Linked DNA regions of Mus musculus: region 2 is linked to region 1. The links are chromatin contacts, called in public promoter capture Hi-C maps. All regions are on one chromosome and are shown on one strand. Each heading gives the region's core, a stretch centred on a gene start, on an enhancer-like site or on the middle of the called end of the contact. The rest is flanking DNA. Distances are from core to core; before and after follow the strand shown. Region 1 overlaps Plcg1 (phospholipase C, gamma 1). Region 2 overlaps Zhx3 (zinc fingers and homeoboxes 3).

Evidence for each region. Capture Hi-C pulls out chosen DNA fragments and counts their contacts.
Region 2: a promoter capture Hi-C map of liver shows a contact between it and region 1. The contact joins two enhancer-like sites. A contact is called at or near these places in 2 of 484 Hi-C or Micro-C datasets (the HL-1 cell line and liver), 2 of 115 datasets of contacts at active chromatin or transcription factors (embryonic fibroblasts and embryonic stem cells) and 3 of 9 other capture datasets (adipose tissue, liver and pancreatic islet).

Annotation. Positions count from the first base shown.
Region 1 is chr2:160,755,033-160,762,865 of GRCm38.p6, reverse strand. It overlaps Plcg1 (phospholipase C, gamma 1), which reads right to left. Exons shown (of 34, transcript NM_021280.3): 21 at 7,048-7,125; 22 at 6,222-6,325; 23 at 5,900-5,996; 24 at 5,583-5,652; 25 at 4,737-4,894; 26 at 3,316-3,412; 27 at 2,960-3,184; 28 at 2,735-2,883; 29 at 1,672-1,786; 30 at 1,400-1,561; 31 at 1,218-1,306; 32 at 943-1,127. Among named protein-coding and RNA genes, the nearest start is that of Plcg1, 28 kb to the right of the region's middle. Within about 2 kb of position 1,960, at least 11 of the 459 cell types and tissues checked have an H3K27ac peak or open chromatin away from gene starts, as enhancers often do. A contact at or near this core is called in liver, where this site is marked.
Region 2 is chr2:160,846,265-160,853,197 of GRCm38.p6, reverse strand. All of the region lies in intron 1 of Zhx3 (zinc fingers and homeoboxes 3), which reads left to right. Among named protein-coding and RNA genes, the nearest start is that of Zhx3, 23 kb to the left of the region's middle. Within about 2 kb of position 3,142, at least 15 of the 459 cell types and tissues checked have an H3K27ac peak or open chromatin away from gene starts, as enhancers often do. A contact at or near this core is called in liver, where this site is marked.

The DNA of each region.
Region 1 (7,833 bases), core at 711-3,210:
TAGAGCTGCTGTTCCCAAAGGCTCTGTGCTGGGTCTTCCCTTCCAAGGTGAGGAGCAGGACAGAATAACTTAGTTACAATACCACTGAGAAGAAAAAAAAATTAATACTGCTATTTTTATCATGATCCCCTGTATCTTTCAGGCTGGGTAGTGTACCCAGCCATGGGCAATGTGCCCTTGTGCTGTGTCTTCCTCCATGGGCAGAGCAGAGCCTTCTCATTATAGGCCCTGCATTCCTCTGTCCTGGCTCCAGGGCCAAACTGCAGGGCATTTACTCTTTCACCCTGTGGTTTTAAAGCTACAGGACAATGTAAACTTTGTTTCCCTGGCCCACCAAGGCTCCTCCTCCTTCTCCTTCTCCTCTTTCAGGAATGTGTCAGCAGCTCCTTGAGACCTCCTATGCCACCAACTGAGGCAACTTCTCTTTCCAAGGGGCTTCAGCCCTACTCCTGGCCCAAGATGGAAGGACCCACCTCCACATTCAGGGCCAGATGTGTGTGCTTAATTCGAGACACAGTACAGTTTTTTGCCTTCACCCAGAGCTGGGCAGGGAGGCCCAAAACAATACATATCATTAATGGCTTGGTTTTGTCTAGCCTTCACTGCTGGAATCCAGGCTCCAGGCTGTGAGACCAAGAAGGCTTTACAGTAGACAGCTCCCAGAGAACCCAGTTCATGGCATTCCACAGGTGGACAGCACCTGCTGCTCTCCAACTAGGTGGGGTCTGACTAGAGGCGGTTGTCTCCATTGACCCGAGTCCTTCTTGGGGCCCTGAACAGAAGTGAAGTGTCCTTACTGGCCTTGCAGCCAGACAGGACAACCCAAGACACACGGTTATCCCTTTTCCACAGAGGAGAAAGCTGCCAAAGGATTGATCTTTCTGGCTCCAGCACCCTTCCTCCAAGGTCCCACACTGGCTAACTTCCCCTCATCTCCCTCACCTTCGTTCCCGACTGTCAAAATGGTCTGCTAGATGCTCCTGCGAGATGCGGAAATCTTCAAATGGCTGCTGGTATCTGGCTTCAAAGGACCCTTCCCGGGCCCGGACATGGAACAGCTGGCTGGAGGCATCTGAGGCCCGTTCCCTTAGGGATATGCCACTGAAAGGACTGAGGTCACCGTTCTCCTGCTCAGCAAGGGAAGTGCACAAAAGTTGAGGTCTCTTCTGCATCTCAGGGGCTATGACTGAACTCTCTGCTCACGCTGCTGTAGTTACCTTAGCAGGGAAAATGTCAATCTTGATGAGCAGGGAGGCCAACTCCAGGTCTTCACTGTAGTTGTTCTTCAAAGGCACTGCTCTATATCCTAAGAGAAATACCTGGCTCTCAGCCTATCAAGTGTCAAGCAAGTGGATAAGCCCCATCCTGACAGCAAGACTTTATAAGGAAGATTCCTCACCTGTCTTCAGGCCTTTTACTGGGAAAGTAGCCTGAGCCAAGAAGTTCTGGTCACTAAACATGTCTTCCTCATACACCACAAAGCGCAGAAAGGCAAACTCTGGGTTACTGATCTGGAAGTGGAAGGGCTTAGCAGGCCACACAGGGTTCAGTCCGTTGTCCACTGTGAAAGCAAGGGCAAAAGCTGAGGCCACATCTACGGGATGTGATGACTGGTGGAGAGGTCTTTAACACCCCAGGGGAATGATGGGTAATGAGGGAAGACTGACTTACCTACAAACTCCGTCTTTTGCTTGGTGCTGTCGTACTCAGCCCCAGCCACCTCAATCTCCACAAAAGGACACACAATACCCCGGCCATTCTTCGGCAGATGCCTGGCCCCCAGCACCTGTGAGGCAGGCAGGCAGAGATGGGGTGATGACATCCCCCCAGCACCCCGAACATCCTCCCAGCAGAAGCTTGGGGAGCAAATCGTGGAGGAAAATGCACCATGGAGGCAGTATGCCCCCTGCTGGGCCCTGAAGGTGCTGCCCATTAGGCCGCTCATTGTTCACTCCAGAGCAAGCTGTTGGCTGTAAAACCCTGAGCTTTAGCTAAGTATCATGCGTACTTGGCAGTCCATTTCATGTTAAATCCATGTCTGTTCCAATGTGGGAATCTTTTAAATTATTCCACTTTAGAGGGAATATCTGGAAAGTAGCAGTCATGTCCATCTGTGGCTCTGTGCTCCTAAGTGTGCTCAGCTGGCCATAGACTATTCTTACTCTTTCCAGACTGTTCAGGCCACCCCTGCTGATTCCCATAGCGAAGGCTGAGCTGACCCTTGATCACAGCATTTCACCAGACATGGACTGGGGAGCTCTATTCTAGGAACTGGGAAAGGCAAACAGGCTGCTGGTCATGCTCTAGCAAGCTCAGGTTTTGCTTGGTCCTGCAGACAGGAGCCTGGCTCAGCACAGGCCCCTTTTAGCCTGATTTGTGTCATTCTGACCAGGTTTTTCCTTCCAGGTAGTGACTTTTCACAGGTTAGCTTTAACCCGACATCCTAACTCATTTGTGCCAAAAACTGGCCATGATCAGCCATGCTACCCCTGGGATCCCAACCTCACAGAGAACCTGTAGCTGGATTTCCACTTCAGGTGGTCCTACTTCAAGCTCAGGAATAGACCAAGATAAGTTCTCTTCCCCAATGTAAAGCAGAAATGCTGCTCACCTCTGGCCCTGTACCCTTTCCCACTTGTGCTGACCCACCTGGTCGCCACCTTCTTAGCAGGTTTAGTATCAATGGTCTTCATAACCCTTTCCCACCCTGAAGAACCCAGACAAATATACTCACCTCAATGCAAATGACACAGGGTTCCAGACCTCGGAGACTGCTCTTATCAAAGGGGTCAAAGGCTTCGTCTCTCATGGTGCTTGGCTGCAGCACATAGCCACAATGCCCACCAGCCATGAAGAGGGCCTGGTTCATCTGCATAGGCTTGTCTGCAAGAGTGGGATTACAGTGTGCTCCAGTGGAACTGCCCTAAGTGTCTCTCCCCACCCACAGAGACCCCCTCACCTGGGGTCTGGAAATTGAGTGCTACAAGCTGGCTACCGCAGATCCACATGGGCAGAGGGTCATAATTGGAGGAGTCTAGCCTCTGGCCCTTAGGGTAGATGCGCGAGAGCTGCAGCCGGTTGTACTGGAGGAACTTCTTGCCTTTGGCCTTGTTCACATACTTCTCAGCCTTGGTTTCCGGAAAGGAGGACATGTCCCGGTAACAAGCACGTTCTGTGCCAATCTCTGAGCCAAACAGTGAGAGCGTGTATAGAGCGGCCCCCTTGTGTAGTGTATGTAAGGGACAGGGTATTAAACGCCACTCTCAAGCCACCAGCCCCTCAGCACATGCACACCACACCTGGCCCCAGCCTTACTCTCTTCATCAAAGGGAACGGGCCGGCAGTAGACCACAAGCTCGGAGAGCTCCAAGGCGATCTTCTTCCTCCTCTCCATCATCTTTCCCTCAGTGAGCTGGTGACACACACAAGGCCCAGGCTGAGCCCTGCCCAGGAGAAGGAAGCTCCTACCAGCCTTGGGTACACACACACTTCAGGTGTTCTGAGGCCCTCTTCTCTCCTTGCACATTTTAAATAGCAGCAGACACTAAACAAAACTACTGGCTCCCAGTTTTGGCCAAAAATTATCTCTTTCTTCGTCTCCACAGATACACTTGTTCCCCAACCCTCTTGGGGTGGAAGTCTCACCATAACTTAAGTGCCAAATGACCTCACATGGAGCTAAGGTCGGCAAGGCCCTCCCAATAATGCTTTCTGATTATTCTTTACCTAGCCTCGTCCTTCAGCAAAAACACTGCTTCCCGGTTCCCTGAAGCACTAAGGCCTTAAGCCCACCTGGCAATGTGTGTGCCTTAGACGACCTTACCATCTCACGTCCCCATGGCCAATGCAGCCTTCCTCCTCCCGTTCCCGATCTTAGCTGCAGCCTACTCAGGCACTCCCCACACTGTTCTTTGTAGTCTTCTCCTTCAGGGGCTCCACTATTTATAATCTTTCTTTTCATTCCAGGCTAAATCCAGGCAGGGTCTAGCCTGCCAGCCACTGGATCTTTCAGTACCTTGCCCTCCGGGGCACACTAACAAAATCCTCAGCATTGTGTCTGTCCCCAGTCACAAATCTGCTCACCAAATGCGCTGGGGGGACAGGCTCTAAGTAGAAGCTTCCATACATCTACAAATGCTTCGCCAGGCTCAATGGAAGAGGGCTCCTCCAGAAAGCTGGTCCTTCCAAACAAATACATGCTACCCACTATCCACAAACTCCAACTCCCACTCTGAACTCCCTACAACCCACTGCCATCCAACCTTCTCATGACACTAAGACACCTCAATAGTGTCACTAGGAATATCTGCTGCTTTTAAAGCTACAGGACACCATACCTCTGTGGCCCTCAGCATAGCAAAGTTCCACTACTGTGGGTATCTGTAACTTCTCTGCCTCCTGTCCCAGACCCATGCCCTGTTACAAATGTTTACGTGAACCCTCTTCCTCTCTTCTAAGCCTGATCTGACTCCTGCTGCCAGCCCAGGACCTCTCTTCCCTCTTGCCTTACACTCATTCAGGTGATCGAGAGTACTTAATGCTCAACATTTCCTAAGCCCATCCATCACAATCCTGTCTTGAGTTTGTTCTTTTGGGTGCCTTATCTAAGGCCTGGCCACATCAGTTGCCTTCTCTAGAGGAGCTCGCTGGGGGTTGGAGGCCTTGGCTCCCGGGCAGGCCCACATGTTGCCCCCACAGATCCCAGTAGCACCTTCTAAGCTGTGGCAGGTTCTCACCCTGGCATCTGCAGTCTGGGCAACTTCACGGATCTTTTTCACCCAGTCCTGTAACTCCTCCTGTGAGTCAGCTGCAACATCCAGGGACCACTGAGCCACTGATGGCATGCTGATGGAGAAGACGAAGAGCCGGTTGTTTTTGCCCTCAGGACGGATGGCTGTTGGGGGTAAAATAATACAGGGCTAGGAATGCTCTCTGGGCTTTCTAATGCTGTGAACCCTTCAATATAGTTCCAACCATAAAATTTTTTCATTGATATTTCATAATTTTGCTACTATTTATGAATTATACTGTAAATATCTGATATGCAGCGTATCTGATATGCAAACCCTGGGAAAGGGTTGTTAGGCCTCCAAAGGGGTTAAAACCCACAGTTTGAGAACCACAGCCATAGACACTGGCTCAAAGGAATTCATTCCATTTCTTCCTGGCCATACTTATAAGCAGGCAAAACTGGTATATAGATCCGATTTACAGAGGATACTGTAGCTCAGACATACCATAGTAGTTATGGTGGAACCAAGGCTCCAACCCAGCTGAGACTCATGCCTCTTCCTTGGAGCCATGCACTGTAGCCCCCACCCTAACCCATCTCCAAGCTTCTGTCACAATGCTGTGGTCTAAACCATTAGGACTGGATGTCAGTCTGTCAACATCTCTGCCAACTTTTGACTCCACTGTACTTGGCAGAGGGTAAAATTTGGGGATGACAAAAGAGTCTGGGACTTCCATAGTATAAGAGTAGCCTCTGGGAACTCGGCCACTGGATTCCTCTCCAGAAGCAGGAGGAGTGACAAGGACACCCTGACACTAAGAGGAATCATGAGCTAGGAATTAGATCTCACCGATCTGACAAGCTGGCACATCTAAGACCCCTCGCAGCAAGTCCCCCAGTGGGCTGTTCTCATCCAGGTGCTGTAGGAAGCAAAACCCCAGGATGGTCAGCATCGCTGCCGCAGGCTCAGCTGAGGGAACTTTTTGACGATCTTTTAGGTCTACTCATGACCAGCCAAGCATGACATAGGTACAAGAGAGACTAGAGTGTAGCCACACAGGATGTGTGGCTCACAGATGACAGGAAGGCCTGGGTGTGATAGACACATCAAAAGAAAACCTGGGGACAGGGAAACAAACCCGTGACACAGAGTGGTTCCAGACATACCTCCCTCTCAGGCTCTAGGACTGCTGGATTGATCATCTCTTCCACATAGTTTGAGGGGAACCACAGCTGCTTCTTCCCACCATAGTCCCCTCGCCACCTGTGGAAGCCACAGGGTACTGACTCCAGCAACTGCCCCAAACTCACAAGCTCTTCCTGGGGGGTTCCCACACATAAGTCAGGCCAAGGCAGACACTGCTAGTGAGCATGAGACAGATGCTCTCAAAGCATACTGTCACAAGTGCTTTCAGTGACAGCTCCACAGAGGCCCCGGCCTCCTGTCCCACCACACCACAGGCTTTCTAGCCTGGATGGTTTATCTCACCAGCCACCATCTTGCTTTTCCACATTCTGGATGATGGCACTCTTGGTGAAGGTCAGCTCATCCTCTCTCTGGGCCTTGTAGTCGAAGAGGGCTTTTACTGCACACTGCAGAGGTGAGACAGTGGGATTGGATTGTGTGGAGTAAAGCAGAGGGCAGTCCCCATCCTTTAACCTAGTACAGCACATGTGCATACATGTGCCTACATGTGCCTGGGCTTACGCTAGTGGGCAGTGCCACTGTTGGCAAGTGACCCTAGACACAGGTCTTAATGCTGTCTTGGGGTAAGTTTCAGAACAAGCAGGATGGGTTTTCTCCAGGGAAATTCTTGGCCACCCAGGTAGAGTCTTTGGCACTCTGTCTGGGGTCTGCTCCCACAAGCCAGGGCTGAGGTCCAGTAAGAGTAAGTGCACAGCCCTGTGGAGCTCCCTCCATAGTTAAGACTCTTACAGGGCAATGTGCTACATTAAAGAAAAGGTCAAAACCAAGAAGACCCTAAGATCTTCATAACGAAGGGAATGCCTGGACAGTGTGCCATCTGGCCCCTGTTCTACTTACTACCCATGGAAGACACGGGGATCACTCTGAAGGAATGGTGACAAAGGGCCAGTTCTAACCCAAGACACTGGCTATAAAGTGGTTGATCCCTGGAGATTTATGGTCATTTACCAACCACACATCTTAAAATCTCTTGAGCCTCAGAAAACCACAACTAACACTTGTTTCTCCACACCTACCACAAAAGGGCCCAGAATACAGAAATATAAGCCCCAAGCAGTAGGGAACCCCTCCTTCCTTGTGGCTTCCTGTGCCAAGCACAGATATTTACCTTGAAAGTTGGCATAGGGTTTGCCTCCACATAGAAACCAGGGTTGCGGCCCTCGTATAGTGCCCCATAATCGGGTTCCTGGAAACAGGACACATTGTGATCTATCACCATCCCAGAACTGAGATAAATGCAGCTGCTAGCTCCCATTGCCCAGTTTCTGAAGCACAGCTGGCCTCTTCTACAGGACATTTGCCCCAGCTCATTGGCCCCTGGCCTACAGGAATCCCCCTCCTCATCTTCCAAGGGGAGGGTGCCTGTAGGGACTTGATCCACACTCCTTTTGCACTCTTACCCCACATCCACCACTGTGGCTCCTGCAGCCGGAGCTCCCTGCTGCCGAGCTGCCAGCAACACCACATACTTAATGTTTGTTCAGTGGCTGAGCTCACGGTCAGGAAGTAGCCCAGCACACCTCTCCTGACTTCAGGGAACAGCATGACCCTGACCAGGTTATCGTGTCACAACTGACAACTCGCAACCAATCCTGTGTGAGATGCCTGCCTTCTATTAAAAACCACAACACTGATCCAAGACCCTTGCACTACCAAGCCACGGTCTTCCCTCCAGAGCCTTCCCACAGAACAAACACATCTATACAATTGTACCTACTCTGCCCCATACACTCCAGACCCAGTCCATGTGAGCTCCTAGACCTTGCCACCTACCGCTTAGTTCATGGGGACTTTGTCTGAATACCCAGGCACGGCTCAGGTGCCATTTCCTCCAGCTACACACCATAGTTCCCAGTTACTCCTAGCGCTCTCATGTGAACTTGAAAATACCCCA
Region 2 (6,933 bases), core at 1,893-4,392, 89 kb before region 1:
CCCCCAAACTCTATCAGTGATTTTTGTTTCAAAAAATAATTATTATTCTAAGATAGAGAACTATTTATTACATCTACTTACTTTGTAGAATTCATTGTGATTTCTTTAATGGATTACAGGATGGAGATAAATTTCTACTAAGTAAAATTTTTGTCCTTTTGCTCAGATTTTTAAATACTACCTCTTTTTTGTCAGCTTGCTGATAGCCACTTGGAATATAGTGAATAAGTAAAATATAATCATTTCTCTGTGGCATTTTCACCTGGAGTGCAAAAAGCTTGAAAGACTCATTGGATTGTTTAAGACAGTCTTAACTGACATTAATTAAACTGTTGAAAGGAAAGAGACAAATTTTAAAACATTTGGTAGACATATCCAAATCCTGAATTGGTAGAGCATGGTCATATCCTTAGCATGCTACCCAAGGGAGACAGAGACCTCCTTTGTAGAAAAAATGGGAGACACCATTCTGTATTCAGTACCATGATATAACCAGCCCCTTACAGATTTGAAGTGGAACAAGAAGCATCTTTATTTCTTCTCTATTGGACTGACATTGAGTTTGGAGCCACTCATCCATGGACTTGACATTGGATAACACAACTGGAATTAGATTATTATTCAATAGTAATGTAGTGATTATTGAAAAAGAGACCGCTCTGCCTAGGAATCAATCCCATCAGCAGACACTAAACCCCCACACTATTGCTGATGCCAAGAAGCACTTGTTGACAGGAACCTGGTATGGCTGTTTCCTGAGAGGTTCTACCAGCACCTGACCAATATAGATGTAGATATTCAAAGTCAACCATTGGACAGAGTCTGGGGACCCCAATGGAAGAGCTAGGGGAAGGACTGAAGGAGCTGAAGGAGATTGCAACCCTATAGCAAGAACAATATCAACTAACTGGACCACCCAGAGCTCCCAGAGACTAAACCACCAACCAAAGAGTATTCATAAAGGGATCCACGGCTCCAGGTACATATGAGCAGAGGACAGCCTTATCTGAAATCAATAGGAGGGGAGGCCCTTGGTTCTGTGGAAGGTTGATGTCCCAGCATTAGGGGCATGCTAGGTGGTGAGGCAGGAGTGAGCGAGTGGGTAGAGGAGCACCCTCATAGAGGCAAAGGGGAGGGGAGATAAGATGGGGGTGTGTGGATGGGTAACCAGGAATAGGGATATCACTTGAAAATGTAAACAAATAAAATTATTAATTAAAAAATGGTTATTTGTTCAGGAATATTTTCTAGGGTATATTAGCATGTCTAAAAAATGCTCTGATTTCTTCCAAGTGTTTCTAAACATGCATGTCTATTTAGTTTAATATACTACTAGCATTAAATATTGAACTATATATATGCCCCCAAATAAGCAATATTACAGAGCCCTGAAATTCAAAGGAGCTTTACAAATATTTAGAATACCCATATTTCTAGTGCTGAAACGTTCCAAGCCTATTTTTCAACATTTCTAATGATGCAGAATATCTAGGCATAGGCTAAGGGGACCATGGGGAGATAATCTAAAGGTAGGACTGACAGGTTGGAGACATAGCTCAGTGGTGGTTAAAGGGTGAGTAGTACTCTTGGAGAGAACCTGAATCTGGTTCCCAGTACTCACATTGGGCATCTCACAACTGCCTGTAATGCCAGGACATCTGCCTTAGAGTTTTATTGCTGTGAATAGATGCTGCCATGACTCTGGCAACTCTTACGAAGCAAAGCATTTAATTGGGGCTGGCTTACAGTTCAGGGTTTTAGTCCATTATTGTCATTGTGGGAATCATGGCAGCATGCATGGTGCTAGAAAAGTAGCTGAGAGTTTTTCATTTAGATCCACAGACAGCAGAAAGAGAGGGTGACACTGAGCCTGGCTTGGGCATCTGAAACCTCAAAGTCTGTCTGAATGACACATTTCCTCTAGCAGGGTCACACCTCCTAATAGTGCCATTCCCTATGAGCCTGTGGGTGCCATTTTTATTCAACCTGCCATAACATCAGATGTCCTCTTTTGTACATCTTGCAGCATTACTTAAACATGCACACTCCCCATACACATAATTTTAAAAATATATCTTTAGAAAACAACAACCTCCAAACAGGACTGGTAGTATCTGGCTAATTGTACCTATGTCAGTGTAGTTTTTCCAAATACTGTCCTAACCAGATAAGACTAGTCTTTTGTAGGCTAATTTCTGTCTATGAACCTCTATGTGTTGTTCTTCAGCAAATTTTGAAAATCTTCAGTTCTTTTGTCTTAATTTGTAACTAGCATATAGTTAAACTGTGTGCAACTATTGTGGGCCAGTCACTTTTCTAGATAACAGGGATGATGCTACTGTGTAAAAGTCACCACCATAATGGAGATCTCAAATCCATAAATAATAGGGTCTAGAGTTACAGTCAAATTGAAATTTAAAAAACAAAAGTGTTTGCGTCACTCTAAATTCGAATTTAAGTGCTGTTGTTGCTAGCTTTAGTTCTTCACAAGTACCCATGATTGCTTAATGACTTAATGTTGACTTCTCATAGGTAGCTTGATCTAAGAGGGAAAGAAAACACCTGAGACGGAAGCCAGAGCCCCTCTATAACCTTGTTTTGGAAATGACGCTCCAGCACATCTGCTGTATTTGTTAGAAGTGAGTCAGTAAACTGGCCCACATTGCAGCAGAGGAGGTTACCCAAGGGCATGAATACCAGGAGGCAAAGATCATTAGTGACCATCTCAGAGTGTGCCTAACACAGAGAGTGAGACATAAGCAACTTTAACATATCACTTAAATGTTTTCAGTTATAAGTGGCAAATTTGTGGTAATGGAAATTATTGCTTTCTTTTTGTTTTATTCTATTTAATTTAAAAGACTTTACAAATATGCAAAAAAGAACATTATAAACATTGGCTATTATTCTGATGCCATTGTAGATTTTTCTTACCTGTATCAATGTTAGGACTGAATTGTTAGCTAATACCAACTTGTACCAATGGTTAACCCTGATGAGCTTTTACCCTGGTAGGTAGACTTTATGCATTTACTAAGTATTATCTTACGTAATCCTCAGGAACTCTCTGAGATAGACACCACTACTGTTTCTGTTCTACAAATGAAAACGCTTACATTGTGAATTTCTGATGGTGGCACAGGCAGTGTCACCAGCTAGTGGGCAGCACAGAGTAAGAGGAGGACAGGCTGGAGCTCACACATCCAACTGTAGCACTATTTTTGTCTTCTTTGATAGAATTATTCAAGTGCTAAATTAACCCAGGATTCCCTGGGAAATAATTTGATGATGTTTACTTACTAAATTTAGTATCATCTTGTTAGTGGGTGAGTTCCCCCTTTTACTTTTTAAATGAGGAAACCAAGGCTTAGGCAGATGAGCTGCCTGTCTGTGGTTATGCAACAACCTTAGGTGTTGGCGACAGCAGCATCCAAGAGTCAGGTTCCTGATACTAATATTAGCATTATTTCCTTTAAAATCTAAGTATTTAGCTACAAAGAAGATCAAGGTTTTAGTAGAATAGCTTAGGAAAATAAATGTTTTGTCTTGAACTGCTCAATCTGTTAGCTGGGATTCATAATTAGCTAATTTTATTTAATTATTTTCCTTTTATTGTTTTGTTGTTGTTTTGAGACAGAGTCTCACTGTGTAGCTCTGACTGGCCTAGAATTCACTCTATACAAGGCTGGCCTGGAACTCAAAAAGATCTGCCTGTCTCCACCATGCTTGACTAAAATACTTTATATTTTTAACTATAATTTCTGAGGAAAATATATATTTTAACTTCCATAACAAAATACAAAGGACCTCTAGATACCATTAAGGAAAACTATAGTATATAAACATTTCAGTAACACTAAATTATATATAATGTGCATGCAAAAACTTTATTGAAAGTGGAACAGCTAAAAGGCACTCCATAATTGAGTTTGAGGTTTTACATTTTATGTACATGTACACAGTTTATATGAAGATAACTGATGAAGTCATCTTTCATATGTGAATGTCTCATTTATAGTTCTCTGCATCACACTTTTATAATTCAAAGAATGCTATAATATTTCAAAACAAATTGGTAAGCGTTTCCCTTACAAGAAACTAAAAATGGAATAGTTCTGGAACAACTGAGTTACAGTTTTTTCAGTCACATAAATGTGTGTCCCAGTGCTGTTTTTCAAAGCCAGAGGACAAACATTCTAATTGTGGAGTTAGAAAACAAGAGGAGCACGGTCACCTGACTGTACTTGTTTGGTAAGAAGTGAAGCACAATTATTTTAAAAATACTTCTGTAAGTTTCTTCTTTCTCATTTTGGGCATAACAGTGGGCTTTATTGATAGTATATACAAGAGTGGGGCTACCTAAGCCCTTCCCCTTCTTCTGAGGATCTCAGGTACAAAGACTGAGAACAATGTTCAGTGTGTTGGGGAGCTGAGTGAGGCAGGGATTTCCTAGCAGCTGAGAGCCTCCCTCTTCCTCTCATGTAGAAAACAAAATGCATAGAGTTTGAAGACTGCAGTCTTGGTGAGAAAGGCTGTTTCTTTGAGCAGCTGTAACTGAATAGCCAACATGTTAAAGAAAATCTCAGGAAGGGAAACTAATAGGTATTGATACTCTTAGGAAACTGGAGATAGTGGAAAGACATAGGATTGGTTGTTGCTTGTACATCGAGGTGGGCAGGGGAAGAGATGGATCGGTTCTGAAGAAGAGGCTGATTTTGGTTTGGCACAAGCAAAGGAGCTTCAGAGGAACTGGGTTGTCCAAGAGCTGATATGCAGTGTACAGCTGGCCTATGGTGAGAGGAAGCTGGCTTTGGGAATTGCTGGCATGTAAAGTGAGACCTGAGCAACTGGAACAGCATAGATGAACACAACAGTCAGTGGCCTGAGAGTCAGAGAGTCTAGTAAAGCATTCTGCTTGGTGCCTTATCAATACCAAATGCAGTACTTAAATTAATTATTTGATCAATAGCTGTACATTTAAGAATCATTATACAATAAGTATTTTATATTTTATAGTTGAAGCATGAAATACAATTTTATTGCTATAGGGAAGCCAAATTGTATTACATTTTCTTTTAAAGTTATGCATATAATACCCAAACATATACTTAACATATCCAAAGCTTTCCACTTTGACCTTTCTCCTAACCCTTTGTCCTCCAAAGATTTTTAAGATGGTTTTCTATTTACTATTGCTAAGAGAAGCTGTGTCTGAATAGACAGTAAGTTAGAAATTGGAGATTGTGATTCTTCATGCTTGCCTTTGGCTCATAGCTGTGTTTTGTTAGCATTCATTGACTAGGCTTCCTGGAAGAGGTACTTACCTTTGCCCTTTGTGGTGAGTAGTCTTGATGCTATAGGACATTCAGCTTCACAGTGGAGGGCTAAATCCCTGTGTCATGAACTCTGGGGATCTCTACACAACTGAATAGATGCAGTAGAGAGGTGTGTTATTTCCATGGAATAGAAAACCACTGTTCTGTGAGTGCATGTACACAAGGCCACACAACCAGATGGACGTCAGGGAGTTGTGATATGTCTTTTTATATGCATTTACATTTTAGTATGCTTATACCAACCTCTCACTGTTAGAGTAATCTTTAGTAAATAATAGTAAAAAGTAGCCATGAGCCATTGCCTATTTATTATTTTAAATACTTTCACTGGCCCCACTTTACTGTATGTAATGAACTTAGGATTCTAGGTTATAGCTGATATCTGAACCTCATTAGAGGTATTAAAAGCCTAGTAGACATCTGGGGCATTACTCTTAGTGTTAAATATACATAAAACTATGTATTGAAGATTTCTACTTGGCAGGAAGGGTGAGAAGAGAAATATATGATTTCCTTTGATATTTGCAGAATCTAAAAACATTAATCCTGAGCAAAAGCTCTGTAAAGCTTCTGGGCATGTCTTTGATGTTGTCAGAACTGTCCTGCAGTCTCCATTTTGGGAAACAGTACTATCCTGGATTTAGTAATTAAAGCCATAAAGTTGAGCTCCATCCTTAAACTCTGTTCCTTATGTGCAGCTCATCAGAAACCTGCTGATGCCTCCTGCTTCCAGAACACAGAGAACCTTCTCCATTGCCAGCAGCCCACTGTGGGCACTAAAGCGGACTTCTATACCAGCCATTTGTTTTCTTTTTCTGCTCATATTCTAGCCCTACTACTATCCATTTGACACTTCACCCAGAGTGCTCTTTTTTGGAAACCTAAGTCAACTATGTTAGTGTCTTTTTTCACTCCCTCTTACTTGAACCCCCCCTCCCCCCACCCCATTTCCATCTCTTGTATCCCAGGCTGGCCTTGAACTCATTATATAGCCAAGAATGACTTTGAATTTCTGATCCTTCTACATCTATTCTCAAGTGCAAGGATTACTAGCATGCTGACATTACCGTCTCCAGTTTTATGTAGTCTTAGACCAATTGAGCATACAGCCCTCATTTTAATCTGTTGGTTTCTTAGTGTTTGTTAGTTTGGTTTCTGTTAACATTTATAAAAGAGGATCCGATAAGCAATTTTCTTTGTGGGAGTGGGGGGATGTTGTGAACTCTACTAATGGTATTCAAGAGAGTAGGGTTCCCTAAGTTCCTCCCTCCTCCTGGGGATCTGGGATGGAAACTGTAAAGGGAGATGCTTAGTGTTGGGACAGGAACTTTTCAGTAACTGAGGGCCTTTTTCTTCCTACATTCTTGCTGGGGCACGTGGCCCAGGGCTCCTTACTCCTTGGAGGCTCTGTAGGCCATGAGGACCACTACCCTGTTGCTGTAGTCATATTCATTGTCATACCAGGAAATGAGCTTTACAAAGTTGTCATTGAGAACAATTTCAGCCCCATCATCAAAGGCAGAAGAGGAGGCATCACTATTAAGTAGCAGGAGACAACCTTGTCTTCAGTGTAGCCAAGGATGCCCTTTTAGTGGGC